2 separate regions of the Triticum aestivum genome follow, and region 2 is linked to region 1. Evidence: chromatin contacts called from public Hi-C data. All regions are on one chromosome and are shown on one strand. The core of a region is the stretch at or near the end of the contact, and the rest is flanking DNA. Distances in the headings are between cores, read along the strand shown.

The links. Hi-C and Micro-C count contacts between places; a contact is called where the count stands out from the background.
Region 2: a Hi-C map of leaf shows a contact between it and region 1, with 5 times the contacts expected there. The contact joins the promoter of LOC123122604 here to the promoter of LOC123122602 in region 1. A contact is called at or near these places in 2 of 5 Hi-C or Micro-C datasets (both in leaf) and 1 of 1 datasets of contacts at active chromatin or transcription factors (leaf).

What each region holds. Positions count from the first base shown.
Region 1 is chr5D:447,481,108-447,483,807 of IWGSC CS RefSeq v2.1, reverse strand. It overlaps LOC123122602 (hydrophobic protein OSR8), which reads right to left and starts at 1,392. Exons shown (of 2, transcript XM_044542825.1): 1 at 1,092-1,392; 2 at 1-136. The coding sequence starts at 1,181. The coding sequence ends at 11.
Region 2 is chr5D:447,631,037-447,633,736 of IWGSC CS RefSeq v2.1, reverse strand. It overlaps LOC123122604 (cyclic nucleotide-gated ion channel 17), which reads right to left and starts at 1,347. Exons shown (of 7, transcript XM_044542827.1): 1 at 1,024-1,347; 2 at 1-344. The coding sequence starts at 1,082.

The DNA of each region.
Region 1 (2,700 bases), core at 143-2,642:
TGCAGGATTATTAAGCAAGGGTGTCGTAGTCCCGATCACGCTCCTCTGAGCCGAGCGCAACGAGCACGTAGACCGCGTAGATGATGCCGGGGATGTAGCCCAGGATGGTGAGCAACAGGCAGATGCAGAACTCCATCTGTTCAAGACAGAAAGGAAGACCAATACTGTTAGTTGCTATCAGGATTGAGAAAAAACAATAGCATTGAACTGCTCCTTCTGTGCCACACAGAAGGCGCTTGCGCATCACCTATCCATTCAGGATCCAAAATTAATCCAGTGAATCATCGGAGCAACTTGCTCTGCCGACGAGGAACAGATTGTGGTACTTAGACAGATTTACCACACCGGCTATGCACATAAACTTCTACGTAGTATAAATGAACAAAACTTTTGCTAAAGCACCCAATAAACAATTGGTCGAATATAACCACTTGAAGCGCAATACAGTGGTAGTAAGAACCGAGAGAGGGTAATCCCAGGCCCCCAGCAGATGGCGTGGTTTTGCTTTCTATATAATGCGGGGCTGAGAGGAGAGGCCTTTTCTCTAAACAAAATTCAGACATTATCGACATTGCACCATACATGTTATCATCCCACTTAGACGACGACGAACCCCACGGATGGTCTGATTGTCTTCTTGATACTCAACAAACGTGTAAAAAGGCTTCAATCTGCTTTCATTGGCATGGCAGCAACCAGCAGGGCCTGCATAATTCCATAGCTAGAGCAATAGCAAACTACTGAACCATACAGTAGTATGTTGCCTGCAATACTAGGCGTCACCTACAGGTCATTTGCAGGTCTAAAGACTGAGGAAACCGCAAGCCCAAGCTAGAGCAATGCTATACTACGCGTCACCGACAGGACATCGCGCGAGATCAGGGGAGACTCCGGACCTCGCGACTGTAGCCAAGGGGGAACCGCCGCCCGAATATCTCTCTCGAACCACCGGTCGCCTCGCCTGCCACTCGGCCGGCGGCTGCCAGCGCGCAAGCCCGCCCGACCGCATGGTTCGCGTTCGGGAACCTACCGGGTCGCGTGGATCCAGCCAGCCGAGGAGGGGGGGGGGGGGGGGGGGGTGAATTGCTTACGCTGCAGCAGCCGTAGTGGAGGAAGACGCCGAGCGGCGGCAGGATGATGGCGAGCAGGATCTCGAGGAAGGTGCAGCTCCGGGACGCCATCGGTGATGCGGATCTCGGATCGGATCGGGGGAAAACTCTCTCTCTTGCTCTGGTCCGGGGAATTCAGGTCGGGGGAGGAAGGACGGAGGGAGAGGATGATGTGATTACTTCGCGCGGAGACTTTACAGACTTGTGGCGCTGGCCGGGCCGACACGCCACCCACGCGGCTCCACGGGGAAACGCCGCAGCGGCCTCAGGTAGTCAGGTGCCGCACGCGGTTTATCCTGGGGAAAACGTTCGCCAGGGAGAAACCGACAGCGAACACACCCTAACTGCTACACGATCTTGATCCTATGGACGCCATACATTCGCCACATATGCCAACTATTATCCTATGGAGTACAGTAGAAAACAAAAACTGGATTTTTTTTTCACAAACGCGCAAAAGATTTGTGCATCATTGCATTCATAGAAGGGGGGAGTACAAGTACAAATGTCCACCCAAATGGCGCGTACACACTCGAATGGCGTGCACAGAAGCACCCTAATGGTCACCCTATATTACACAAGGCTACAGCTCAAGAAGGATGGAGTCCAGGCCGCTGGCGCCAACGCAATCTCTCGGCAAATATTTTATCTGCCGTTTAGTTGTTTCTGTGTTTAGAGGTGTAGCGCCGGATGCTTACTATATTCGGGGTACTTTATGTAATGATGATGTGTTATGATCTATCTAGTGTTGTTTTCTCTCAATAAAAATAAGTTATATTGTATATGTAAATTGTGGCACCCCCAAAACTAAGATCCTTGGCGCCCTATTGTGTGGGTGCGAGATCTTTGTGACTATGGCTAAAAGATGTGATGTCACACGTGTAACCGCTGTCGAGGCGACGGATAGCTCACAGCAATCAGTTGGCTGATAACATCTAACTGCTAGCCGACTAATTCCTAGCAGCTTCACCTGAAATTTCAAACATTATAATATATGTGAAATTATATGAAGTAAGCATCTCTTCCAAGTTTATGCCTGCCCAATCTCTTGTGTCTCATAGGTGGATCTCCACATGTATCATCCATTGTTACTTGTTGCGCCGTTCCTTCAACGGTGAACGGCCATTGTATACGCACATGTGGCAGAGACCCACCCTTCAGCCATTGTATACGCACCAGAAAATTAAGGGGCATTTCCTAAACGCCCCTTATGCGCCTGCTACTAGTGTTCCTACAATCGAGCGCACACCACTGTCCCCGCGCTGGGCCGGCCCACTGGGCTTATTTTTTCCCCTGTGAAACTACGAAAAACGTGGCGCGAGAGAGATTCGAACCAGTGATCTCTTTATTCGCGATAATCTACACTAACCACCTAGGCCGATGCATTTTTCTTACTCTTTTTTCCTGCTTTTGTTCATTTCTTTTTTATTTTTTATTTTATTTTATTTTTTATTTCTTTTCTTTTCTTACTTTTGTGTTTTTTTAAATCAATGAACTTTTTTCAAATTTATGAACTTATCATAGAATTGATTTTTTTTCAAAATTGATGAATTTTTTCAATTTTGTGAACTGTTTTCCAAACTTGATAAAC
Region 2 (2,700 bases), core at 98-2,597, 150 kb before region 1:
AGTCAGCGAGTGTCCGCAGAACGGTCATAGTATTTCGCAATCTTTGGTCCTCAGCAACACATGAGAAATTATTGGTTTTGTCCATGACTCTGACAAATGGCAGGTAGTAGAAGAAAGGGTCGATGAAGAGGGCGAAGAGACAGGCCACCAGGTACACCCTGTTCCATGTCAGCAGCACGCTGCTTCTGGGGTCCAGGATGCGACTGTGCCACGGCACGTTGCCCTCGTTCATCAATTTGAGCTTCTCGAGGGTCTTTGGGTCTATCCTGTTGGCAGCGAACCTGTCGACCCGTCCGGCTTGAAACGGCATCTTGGATTGATCTTGCCTCTCATCGGGAAAGATCCTGAAGACAGAGTAGAAGATCAACTTAGAGAAGTACTAAAAACTGCACAACGTCGAAATGGTCTACAAATCAGGTTCGGCGCCTATCTTAGTGGGTACTGAGAGCTCCCCACAGGAACAGATGACAATAGGAGTTGTTCTCATCTGCACTCTCCTGGTAACTACGTAGCATCGCAGTGACATAATGTTTCATTTTGGTCCTTAATTCCTGGATGCACGGAAACCAGTAGATAAATGAACTAAGCTGAGTCAAAAATATATCCTATTTCATTTTTGGTCCTTTCTCGATGCACAGAAATCAGTAAATAAACATACATATGCTTGAGCACAAGGAATCAAAATGAGCTCTCGAGTTTCTATTCCCAATTCCAAAACTATCCCCACTCCCCAGCATACTGTACGCCTTGTCAAGCCGAAGCAGCCGAAACTAGAATTCGGCTCGGCTGGTTCGATCCCCTGAGGCAGCAACGAAGCATACGCCCAAGCTAAATCCTGCCAGCTCCAACTCAAACCATGGCCAAAATCCTCCCCTCCCCCGAAGTCAACACCTAATCCAAGCACGCGGCGTCCCCGACTGTCCCAGCAGGGCAGTCCCTCCCCATCACGGGCGGCGTCCCGGGGAGGACCCGTGCCGCTGAATCCACCCGCCCCACGAGCGCCGAGAGATCGCGGGCACGCACCTGTTGGTCGTCCGCCGCTGCTGCATCTCCACCCCATCCTGGGCCCTGGACCCAAACATGGCGGCCGCCGCCGCTCCTCCTCCGAATCTCGCGCCTGGCCGAGCCAAGGCCGGTCAGGGGAGGGGGGAGCGGCGAAGGTGCTGGTGCTGCTGCCGGCCGCGGATAGCCACCATACCAGGGCGAGCTCGCGCGCGTGGGTCCGGCGATTCGGCGGAGAAAGGCTGTTGCCTTTGCAGTTGCTTCCTCTCTTTTTTTTTTCTTTCCGGGAGAGGAGGGGTTGGACCGCGCGGACCGGACGACGGCTGCCCTGCCTGTTCGTTCGTGGGAGTGTCTGCACAAAGCTCGGGACACACGGGGTGCCTACACGGGCAACAGCCAAATACGCTGGCGGGTGGGGCCGGGTTTTGCGCCGAAAATGAGCGTGGGCAGGGCATGTACATTAGTTTAGACTCATGTCGTCTGTAACGTCCCTCCACATCCTGTTATAGACAACACAAAAGACACCCCATACATTAAGCTGTCTGTTAGACTGTCCGTAGCACCATAAAATCGGAAAATTTTGTTTAAGGGCATGTGCAAAGGTGTAGACGGACATCCGTATGTAGTCCATGTTAAAATTTCTAGAAAGGCTCATATTTAGAAATGGAGGGAGTGTTTAGAGCATCTCCAGCCGTTGTGCGCAGGAGGCGTTTTTTCGGCCTCCTGGGAAGGCACCGGCGGATTTTTTGTTCTAGGAACGACAAATTTTCCAGCCGCCGCCCCCCCCCCCCCCCCAACCGACGAACGCACTGCGCATGCGCCCACCGAGCTCGACCGCCGCCGCTCCGTCCTCGTGCCCCGTGTGCCCGGTGAGGACCCCGGCGAGCGTGGACGCGGGCGTGACTCGTGGGGTGACCATGGAGAAGACGGCGGGGGCGCCCGCTGGCTGCCTCGCCTCCGGCCCACTTGTTGTCGTGCTTGCTGTGGAACTCGAAGATGAGGCGGTCCTCGTCGGGCGCGAAGGCGCGACGGTGCACCCCGGGGCTGAGCTGGTTGCACCAGCGCAGGTGACTCCTCCCAGATGACCGCCGTCGCCGACATCGTCACTTACTATGGCTGGAGGGAGGTCACCGTCATCTACGTCGACAACGCCTACGACCGCCGCGGCGTCGACGCGCTCGAGGCCCAGCGCGCCAAGGTCTCCTTCAAGGCGCCCTTCCCTCCGGACGCCGTCTTCGCCGCCGCGCGCTCCCTCGGCATGATGGCGTCTGGCTACGCCTGGATCGCCACCGATTGGCTCGCCGCTGCCCTGGACTCCACGCGGCCGCCCAATCCCAGGGCGATGAGCCTCGTGCAGGGCGTGGCACGCTCCGCCAGTACACCCCGGACTCCGGCGCCAAGAGGTCGCTCACCTCCAGGTTCGCCGCCGCGCAGCAGCTCGTCCTCCTCGGGGCTCCACGACACGGCTGAGCCGGCGTCCGCGCGGGAGAAGTACTCGCCGCACCACGCTCCGGCGCCGACGCCTCAAAATCCGGCATGGCGTTGGCCGGCCTCAGGTCGGGGCGGGAGACGGCAGCGCGGGGCGCGGCGAGGGACACTGGAGACGGCGGCGTGGGGCGTGGCGAGCAACTGGAGACGGCGGCGCGGGGCGCGGGCACGGGAGAGTGAGGCCTCGACCCGTCGGCCGCTAGCGCGCGG